Linked DNA regions of Gossypium hirsutum: regions 2 and 3 are each linked to region 1. Evidence: chromatin contacts called from public Hi-C data. All regions are on one chromosome and are shown on one strand. Each heading gives the region's core, a stretch centred on a gene start, on an enhancer-like site or on the middle of the called end of the contact. The rest is flanking DNA. Distances are from core to core; before and after follow the strand shown.

The links. Hi-C and Micro-C count contacts between places; a contact is called where the count stands out from the background.
Region 2: a Hi-C map of leaf shows a contact between it and region 1, with 1.8 times the contacts expected there. The contact joins the promoter of LOC107901670 here to the promoter of LOC107900631 in region 1. A contact is called at or near these places in 2 of 34 Hi-C or Micro-C datasets (both in leaf).
Region 3: a contact with region 1 is called in a Hi-C map of leaf, with 2.5 times the contacts expected there. The contact joins the promoter of LOC107901672 here to the promoter of LOC107900631 in region 1. A contact is called at or near these places in 2 of 34 Hi-C or Micro-C datasets (callus and leaf).

The regions. Positions count from the first base shown.
Region 1 is chrD06:43,691,605-43,695,196 of Gossypium_hirsutum_v2.1, forward strand. LOC107900631 (caffeoylshikimate esterase) reads right to left here and starts at 2,011. Exons shown (of 1, transcript XM_016826301.2): 1 at 625-2,011. The coding sequence starts at 1,742. The coding sequence ends at 714. It overlaps LOC107900630 (helicase-like transcription factor CHR28), which reads left to right. Exons shown (of 13, transcript XM_041095854.1): 13 at 1-562. The coding sequence ends at 37.
Region 2 is chrD06:44,586,728-44,590,319 of Gossypium_hirsutum_v2.1, forward strand. LOC107901670 (splicing factor 3B subunit 2) reads right to left here and starts at 1,525. Exons shown (of 18, transcript XM_016827758.2): 1 at 1,181-1,525; 2 at 746-865; 3 at 530-658; 4 at 363-425; 5 at 1-50. The coding sequence starts at 1,453.
Region 3 is chrD06:44,421,805-44,425,396 of Gossypium_hirsutum_v2.1, forward strand. It overlaps LOC107901672 (dof zinc finger protein DOF1.4), which reads right to left and starts at 1,549. Exons shown (of 1, transcript XM_016827762.2): 1 at 1-1,549. The coding sequence starts at 787.

The sequences.
Region 1 (3,592 bases), core at 761-3,260:
CACAGTAGAAGACTTGGAATACTTGTTCATGGCATGATGTGTCACTTTTATAGCTACATCAGTAATTGGCATTAGCAAAACTGGCGGTGCATAGACTTGCATCCCAGGGTCCCGTGCATCATGTTGGGGATGGACAGTCGGATCTCCCACTTCTTCCTGTAGAACACCATTTCACAACCCGTCTTCCCTGCCTAGCAGATGCTATGACAGGCAAGGGGCAAGGCTTTTTGAACAGACGCTGTTAATAGTAGGAGAATTCTCATACCACATAGTCACAAAAGGAAAGTTAAATTTGTTTTGTTGGTCATTGATAGTTCTCAAACCTCACATCACCTATGACATTGTATATGGATATAGGGATAGGGCTCTTCCAAAGATGGTATAGGGTTGGAACCGGGCTATTCTTTTAGTTATGTAAATGATAGGTCCCCTATTTTTATTTTTCTTATTCTTTTCGAAGATACAGAAACTGAAATTTGTAGCATCATCGGTCATTTTGAGTATACTATTTATGGCCCTGCAGTGTATTCATTCATTAATGTGAAAACTTGATTATTGCGAATTAGAACCCTATGCTTTATCCCTGTACTACTTGTTACATTCGTTTTTCAGAATATCCGAATATGATGATAGCATTTAAGTTTATTGAAATTGAATTGCAAATCCTCGTCAACATAATGTTGTTCCAATGAGACAGCGTAAATTAAACCAGTTTAGATCTTTGTGTTACATCTATCATCCAACCAAGACAATATATCAGTACGAACAATCTCAATGTTTTCATCAGGTTCACCAAACAACAAGGAATGCCACATCCCTTCATAGATCTTCAAGGTCTTGTCTTGACTGGATGCTTCCTTGTACAAAGTCCGACTCACTTCCGGATCCGTGACAACATCTGCACTCCCATGGACTACTAGGAATGGGATACTTACATCACGCAGTTTTTCACTCAAAAGCTGAGTCACTCTCAAGAGTTCAACAACTGTCCCCAATCTGGGTTTCCCTCTGTATCTGACTGGGTTCTTGTTCCCAACAATCTTCTTTTCTTCTACTTTGATTGATTTGTGCAGAAGATCTTCGGTTGGTACAATGGCTAAAGTGGGCAAGAAATTGGAGATAAAAGTGAGGGCTTGAGGAATTGGCCATCTGGGTCTAACCTTGTCTGAGATTTTGCACATGGGCGCTACCAAAACAGCTCCTTGGAACCCATTTGGATCAGCAAAATGAACCAACAAACAAAGGGCACCACCCATTGATTCTCCATAAAGGAAACAAGGTAAAGCACCAAAGTTAGGATCTTGCTTGATGAGATTGAAGAAGGAGAGACAGTCTTGGACAACCAAATCAACATGTGGGACATAGCCTCTAAGGCCTTGAGACCTCCCATGGCCTTCCATGTCAAGGGCAAAGCAGGCAAACCCTTTCTGAGCAAGGAAGATTGATGTGGACTGGAAAGTCCAACTTATATCATTGCCATACCCATGGATCACAAAGATGATGCCACGTGGAGGGCCAGAGAGTGGAAGCCATGATCTTGTGAAGAGAAAGAGGCCTCTTGGTGAAGTGTAGAACGATTTTGACCCTTTGATTCCTTGCAGCCTGTAATACTCTTCCTCTGAGATGTCGCCCCAGTAATGAAGGTTTTCTTCTTGTTCCACCATCCTTGGAGAAGAAGTTGAGTAGATCAGATCGTTTTGGGCGTCTGCTTTTGATTGGTAAATAGTTTTGTGGCTGGTCATTTAAAGAGGTTTCTTTATTCTAAGGGTTGGACTAGTGGTTGAGTTGGGCTACCAAGAGATAGGCTTTCTTCCTCTTTTCACCTTCGGCTTCATCGTAGATTTGTATATAAATTATACATTTTTTCCCATCTTTGTGGTATTAAATTTTTTTTTTCTTCAAGCACCTCCATTTTCTTTTTAAATGCTTAACTTAAAAATTGGTGCTAAACTATGTGGTAGATTTATATTTTTTTTTTTGTTAAAAGTAATTTTAGGGATGAGGGTTTGAATTCTATTTGAATAGCATTGCCACCAAAACCCAAGTTTAATAAATTTAAGGAAAAAAAAGCATTTATAGAAAATTGAAAAAGTGAAGATGATATAAAAGTAAAATAATGTTAAACAACTGATATATACAGTTTGATAGTTATATCCGAATTAAATGTTATTTATTCCAATCCATAAATAAAAACTAACTTAATACTGAGAAATATCTTGACGTGGAAACGTAAGAACTTTGAACAAAACCGAAAAGCATGTACAATAGGCGTTTTTTTTTTAACATAAAAATTCGGTTCTGTTTTCAATTTCTCATATAATCTTCTGGGCTTTCTTATTCTTTGGTTTATTTTCATTATTAATATTTTTGTTAATATATATTTCTTATGTCTTAATATTTTTTGATATTTTTATTTTTATAAATATTTCTTAATTATCATTAGCTAATATTTTTAAGATTTTCAAAATGAGGTTAAATAAAAAAATTAAAAATCCAATCGAATCGATTTTTATTCAATATTTCAACCATTTATTCCTTTTCAATCATATTAGCTAGTTCTTTAGCTATGTTTCTTTAAAAAAATACATTAATTGTTAATATAAATTATATATATTTCTTAAGTCATAAAAATATGGTTGAAAATCTTATCAAACATTTTTCATGCATTTTCAGCACTTGCAAAAACTCAAAAACATGTTCTATGTGTGTTTCATAATGTTCCAAATGTTCTTTAGTCAATACCAAAGTATTTAAAGCTGCATAAAATGTTCTCTAAGGCATTTTGGTAACCAAGTATCAATATTTGGGGTTTTACAAGTCAGTAGCCAACAACATTTTCTACAAGGGCATGATATTGAGACTTACTAGGCAAGTCTTGAGACTTGGGTTTGCAAGTCTAGAGACTTAGCCTCTCAATGGTTACTTTTTAGCCAAGTACTAATACCTCCTTGATAAAGATCAAGACTTGAGTAGTAGAAATATTTTTTTCATTTCAAAATTCATGCTTGCAACGGTTTCAAATTACCTCCAATGGCCATAAATGTCTACAAATTTATACTTTGGTATAAACACTCATCAACAATACTTTAAGATTCAATAGAGACATATCCAAGCATCAAAGTCAAGAGAAAAACCTCAAATTCTTTGTTCTTTTATTTTCTCTTGTACATATCTCTTAGATCTTATTGTTAGATCTTTTATTGCTCTTGATCTGTTGTAATTTGACATGACAAATTTGACTTTCTCGATACATTTATGGAGCTTATTCTCAAGCAAAGTAGTGCCTTCTTTGTAGTTTTTTCATATTTTTTAGGTTTTAAGTTAAAAAGTGTATATGTCTTGTTTTTACTCATTTTAAGACCTCAAATTGGCCAATAATGCCATTGGGGGCCTTAACCTATGGTTAAGTGATGTAGGGACATTTTGGAGACTGAAATTGAGCAAGAACGACACCAAAGGAGAGGGTACTGCGATATCCAAACCTTGGAATCACGATACCTCCAACAAACCTGGGATTGGAGACCACCCTTCAGTGGTATCGCGATATCCACCTGCCAAGAAACACCCAAGTTCAAAATTTTTCAAAGTGTCG
Region 2 (3,592 bases), core at 275-2,774, 890 kb after region 1:
GCCTTCAAAAACACCAGCAACTTGGGATCAGCAGCAGTTGCATCCCAAACCTGACAAAATAATCATATCTATCATGAGCTATTGAGTTATAAAAACAGAAGTGAACATTATTCTCCATTTGAGTCGCAGTATTCCAACAGTATTGCATGACAAAATTCATAACAAAAGATTAGAAAAATAAGATCCCTTAATAGCCATGAAAAAAAAAAACTTCATTTCAAAAAATAAAAATAAAAAATTCATAGCAAATGTGCTCTGATTCAACATTGGAATATAAATTTGTTTTAACACTGGTTTAAAAATAAACAAGAGAGGAACAAGAAAAGAAGCAAACATCAAATAAACAGTAAGAGAAAACATACTTCTACAACATCAGGCCTTGAGCAAATCTGTTTTAACTCAGCAATTTTCATCCGCCTTTGCAGCTGTCAACAATATCAAAACAAGTATTTTCAGTTTCAGTCTCATCAAAATGAACTACATATAATAACACAAATAATCTCAGAAAATACAAGGAGAAACCAAAAACCTTCTTCTTCTTATTTGATAGGCCACCTTTCTCTTTCTGTGGATTATCCTGCTCCTCCTCTCCTGAATCAGAATCAGCCCCCTTCTTTGCATCAGCATCTTGAGTAGACTCGTCCTTCTTGTCAGTCTCCTGTAAAAATAGAATTACAAGTTTCTTTAGAGAATAACAAGGAAATTCGAAAATTAATTGATCATATAAAACTGAATTTCATTTTACCTCAGAACCAGCAGCTTCCCAGAAGCTGAATTTTTCAAAAACCTTCCTAAATTCCTCATCAATGCCATCATCTAACTCAGCTTTTTCAGGAACGTACTCTACCTGAACTTCTTCCATTACCTACAGTGTCAAACAAAAGAAAATGCTTAGTTTACTTATAAACAAATGCAATTTACATTATGTAAGATTAGAGTGAAATATGCTGAATTTAAGAAAACAATAATAACAAAATAGCCATAAGAAAATTTTCAAACTACAGTTAAACCCAAAAATAAAAACTCAATTCTATTCCATCTAAAGAAAATCGAAAATTCTTAAGTCACTATAGAACTTGTATTATGCACAAAGACATGCAAAAACCAGACGAAACAATCGATATTCACTAAAAACATAGAAATCTCAACACAAAAAAGAAAGGGGGGAACAGTTGGATACCTGCTGCTGATCGGAATTCTTCTTTCCATCTTCGGCAGCGTCGCTGTCACCGGCTTCGGAAACGGGACCGTCTGCGGCGTCATTTTCTTGGTGGGAGGTATTCTTACTCTTATTCTTCTTCTGCTTGCGCCTTCTACGACGTCGTTCGCTCTCGCGGGACTTCTTGGAGGCGACGAAAGGGTTAGAGATGGGGTTAGGGTTAGAGTTAGACTTATTCAGATCTCCGTTGTAAACGACGGAGCCGTTCTGGTTGGGGAGTATCTCAGCGGTCATCTCTCTTTGTTTAATCCAAGGAATGGATTGGCGAGGGTTTTTGATTTCGAGAGCGAGTGGGAAATGGGGAAGATGAAAGGGAGGCCTAAATATAGAGAGGGATGCCCACGTGTGGATATAATCGCACGTGACAAAAGCTGGGCCTTTAATAGTTACGGTTGGACGTGAGAGAAGTTGGGCTTTGAAGTTGTCGATTTTATTCCGCCTAATTTTTAATGGACCTTTGTATTTACCGAAATATAAGTTCCAGATTTTCCTAGGCCTGGTTGGGCCGCTACTTAAAAAAGAAAGAAATCAAACTCTTCAACAAACACTCCAATAATTTATATTTTATGAGTAATAGAGTTTTAACTTTTTTATCACTCTATATATCAACAGGAAATCGGAATTAAATTATAAATTTTTAAGAAATTTTATCATTTATTAATTTTTAATTTCATCATTTTTAAATGAATTTAATAAATTATTTTTTTTGGAGACCATAGTGTAATTTTATCATATATTAACTTAAATTTTCATTGTTCATAAAGGTACCATATTGCATTATTTTCATTTTGGGGGACCAAAGCCACTCTGCCTATCCCTTAAATCTGCCCTTAATTATAGATAAGTTTAAATGTAAACCATTGATATAATTTACTTTGTACTTTTGATGCAAGATGAGCTCAACTATAAATAAAGGCATTCCTTGAATCATTCATCACTTGAATTATCAATGCAATTGAAAAAAATTATTCAAAACTCTCTTGAATATTTTAGAATTCTCAACTTCGAGTAAATTTACTGTCTAACGCCACAAGGCTAGCTCAACTAAAGTCCAAGTTCATAACACAAGCACATTTCATTATCTATTAATTTTAATTTTTTATCTATAATATATATAAAGTACGAGTTTGGGAAACCCTTTTTTTTTCTCCAAATTGTTTGTTTCTTTCTGTTTTTGCCTAGCGGCGGTGTTAGCCTCCGGGCTAGTTATCGCCTGCCTTTTTCTCCTGCCTATCAACCCTCTTTTTCTTTCTTCTTACATTCATTCCATACATCTTCTCTCTTTTCAGTTTACAATTCTATTTTGTGGGTATCTTTGTTGTCTTTACAATTTGTGATGGATAGATGACAGTGCCTATAATAGTTGAACACCACCGACCACCGTCAATTTCTTTTAGAAAGTGGGTAGCTCTTCGTTGACTTCTTAATCTGTTTTTGTTTTGAGAGTTTCAGAATAATAAATGATTTCATGATTCGGTTTGAACTCGTGTTATCTTAAGTTTTATATATTTTTTGTTTTTTTTCCATTATTTAATAAGTCTTCACTTTTAGAAATTTTTGTCTACTCTTATAGTATGCTTTTTGGTATTGCTTATGCATGTAGTCTTACTTTTGCGAGTAATTTTAGGGTTGGTTTTGTCACCGTCCCCTTTAGTTTGGTGGATGTTCAATTCTTTTGTTGATTTATGCCCGCCGCTTTGGACCATCCGGGGTTGTTTCCTTATTGTATTAAGTGCTTGCAATCACTCCTGATATGTTGTGCTTGAGTTGTAATATAACCGATTATCAACGTGCCATAATGTTTTATTAATGCTGAAGCTGAAGTTTTTGTTGTGTTGATGGAGCTTGTCCTTTAACGCGTACAATGGGTGTTTGTTATTTTTTTCCTCGAATTGTATGGTCTTATTCATTGAATAAATTAATGAATTTCTCTTCAAAAAATTACAAATTTGGAAAAAATTTTGAATCAACAAAAATACCATTTATTTTATACTATATTAGAGAATTGACATTTAAAAATAATATTTGTATAAAATCATAATAATGAAATAAACTAAATTGACATTTACATAATAATTATTTAGATAAAATCTTAATAATAATTTATTTATGAATAATTAAACAAGCACTTTAGGAAGTTAAGGATTAATGTGATGATTAACGTCCCTATTAAAAAACAATAATAATTTAAGAAGTAAAATAACGCCTAATTATTATTGTGATAATTAACTTCTTAATTTTATCATAATATTAAATTAAAAATAATTAATAATTTAAATATAATAATATCTAACAACTCTTAATACACTTAAGAAAGTTTATTCATTCGATAACTTCATGATTTTATCCTAAATAAAAAAGAATTAAATAAAT
Region 3 (3,592 bases), core at 299-2,798, 730 kb after region 1:
TGAGATCAGTAGAGACAAGTGCATCAATATCATCCCAATTCCAGTAGTTTGCCATTTCAATGCCATTGCTGGTAATAGGTTCTTGCCAGGTCAGTGAACCAGTTGGATCCTCCCTCGTTTCTCCACTATAGTTGTAGAGACTCGAAGACTGAAACGAGGCTGATATTGATGATGGGAATGTTTCCAAAGAATATGAGCTTGAACTTGAAAATGGAAACGGCAAAGGAAATGGAGTCTGTAAGCCTTGAGACATGGTAGAATCTAAGCAGACTCCATTGTTTCTGCTGAAAATTTCTCTCTCCGAGTTTCTGCAATTTACAGAATTTTGCTGCAACGGTGAATGAAATTTGATGTTCGGTATGTACTTTTGATCGGCAGGCGGAAGCTGATGCGGTTGAATAGCGGAAGAGGTGGAGCTTTTGATGGTAGTTGTGGTTGTTTTACTGGCAGAAGCGGCGGCGGATGTCTGATGCCGCTTGTTTTTACGGCCTCCACCAACGGGAACATTGCGAAGATTACCACCTTTAGTCCAATGTCTTTTACAGGTCTTGCAAAAATACCTAGGTTGTGACTTGTTATAGTTGTTGTAATAACAGAACTTTGTGTTGGAAGAATCACACCTTGGACACTTCAATGGCGGTTCCAATTGCTGCAGCTGGTTTTCTTGATGATGTCGCCTTTTCATTGATAAAGCTTTTGGACGCTCCATAATTGGAGCCTGCAACAAAGACTGGCCCTGGATCCACTCAACCTCATCACTGGAAACCTGTTTACAACTCAATCCCATCCTTCTCTCTCTCTCTCTCTCTCTCTCTCTCTCTCTCTCTCTCTCTCTCTCTCTCTCTATGTATGTGTGTGTGTGTGTGCGTCAATTTTAGAAGCTCTTTCAAAACCATAAAAATTTCAAGCTTTTGAATGGAAGTGAAAGAAGGGATCAGATAATCGAAATAAGGTGATGAGAAATGAGCAGTCTTTGAGCGCCCTCTGTATCGTTCATATTATGCAAAGGGAATAATAATAATATTTAATATTGTAGTATGAGTAAGTAAGGTAAAAAAGAGAATCAAAACTAATGAAATTTGTTTGTTGTGTGGTGTAATGTGATGGTGCAAAAGAACTTTATAGAGCAAAAGGAAATGAAGAAAGAGAGTTGCTTAGGGGTGAAGGTGATGGTGGGGGTTGTGACACGTGGGATTGGGTGGACCGTTCATAGTGGAGTGATTGAATGATCTGTAAAGAGAAGGGGAAAGAGTTTCATGTTGTACTATATTAAAGTATTAACCAACTGTAATTTAAGGTGAGCTTGGATAGACGATACGTTTATTTGTAGTTAGTATAAAAACAACAGTGGAGGTGAGATTAGATATTGTAGCGATACTGTATCGTGAGACAAAAAATAAACTAAACGCACTGCACCGCACCCAATCGTCTATCCAAACCCACCCTTAGTAAACCACTTGCATGGACGCGTTGGCTCCGCCATATCTATGAAAATGATATATCGCCCTCGAGGTTGATTCTAGAAATTTGCTAAATTAGATGAATATGATTTGAATTATATTTTGTTTTTTATTTAAAAATGAATAAATTAATTTTTATACGAGAAAATTAGTCATTTTAAATTTTTTTATCTATTCTTATTATTAAAAATTGGTCATTTTATGTTAGTATGAGATACAAGTGACACATCACGGTGAAACTATTTAATTATTTCGTCATCCATGTCAATTGTTAACAATTGAAAGGAATAAAATTTTTAACAAAACTTGTCAATTTCTTTTTTAATCTAATATAAATAGATTAATTTACTTATTTTTTTAAGTAAAATAAATAAAATATAATCTATCTCTTATATAATGGTTTCATGATATTTTTATGGCTAAAATGGTAAAATTATTGCTATCAAAGATTCAAGAGTAGCCCATGCCATGATAAAATTGAAATTATGAAAATTTGAGAGTTAAAAGTAAGAATCATCTTGTCTTGTATAGTTTATAATCAATATGGCTATAATGATACCCCTTCTAATAAAAAGAGTAGCCAATACCATCCATGCATAGAAGTTTGAAGCTATTGCTATATTTATAGTATAAATAAATATATATGGCTTGTAGCTAGTTAATTAGGGCCCATTTGGTGTCAAATTAGCAGTCACCACCGTCCATGAAATTAACTTGTCTCTTTTCTCTAAAATGGCAGAAGAAGCAAAGAAATAAAAAATCAATAATTCACTTCATTTCTGTTCCGCATATGAACCCCGAGCGAATCAGATTTAGGGTGTAATTAGTTTTTTTTATCGTTATAATATTGGTAGAGGTAAGATGATTACAAGGTTTGAATTCATGTTATTTGAGTGTTGGATTAAAGTTTTAATTAATACTCCAACCAGATATTGGCTCATATTACTATTTTTGAAAGATGATATTTCTGTTAAAATATGCTTTAGGTTGTTATTCTCTTCACAATAATTTAATTTTTTATTTTAATTTTTTAAATTTTAGTCCTTTAAATTTAAAAATTTAAGTTCAATTATTAACATAATTAAAATATATTTTTTAAATTCATTGGTATGACATTTTAAAATTAAAAAAAAAATTTACTTGATAACTATACAACCAACGAATGACGACATAATGCACATGGATTTAACAAAAGAATTTAAAAATTGTTAATAATTGAACTTACATTTTTAAATCTAAAAAGTAGAGGAGTTAAATTTCTAAAAAAAAAAATAAAGGACTAAATTCTAAATGTATAAAGAGTACATAGACTTGTAAAATATTTTAACAATAATATTTAATATCTATTTTTTTTAAAAAATCAAATATTAATACTTGTAATTTATATTTCAGGGTTAAACTACTTTTCAATAGCCCCTCTAAAATTAGGTCATTCATTTTTTGGTCACTTCAAATTTTTTTATTAATTTGGTCACATCAGTCCACCTTTAGATCCATTTATTTTTATTTCATTTTTATTTATTTTTTTCCCTTTCCTTATTCTTTTTCCCTTTCTTTCTTTTTATTGGAATACTCTCAATTCTTGAAATTTTCTCTTGCAAAAATATGGTGAAATCAGATAACTCCAAAATTATTTTTCCTAAATATTTATAAATGATTTGAAATTTCAAAATCTAGGGATTAAAACTACCTTGAAATTAACTCAGAATTTGAAGAACTTGAACCATTAAAACACACAAAATAAATAAATAAATAAAAGTTCCCCAAAAATCTTCTGGAAAACCCTCCTCTTTACCACTCTAATGAAACCCTTTATGGCAACCATCCATTATTTAAATTATCATCCACATCTATGTAAACTTTTGGGAAATCTCTATCATCTCTGCCTCCTCTAATACCTCTTGGAAGCCTGTCTACTGTGAACCTTCCGTCGGATGACCTCCAAACAGTCAACCCAACTAGAATCTCATACAAATTTGAATACATACAACCGATTCAGCTTTTTCATCACCATCAACAGCTGCAGATAATTCGTTGCAGCAAACGAGGCATGAGTTCTATAATTGAAGCCATGGGAGTATGAAGTTAGGAATGGTACATATGATCACAAGGAATGTTATGAACTTTGATCT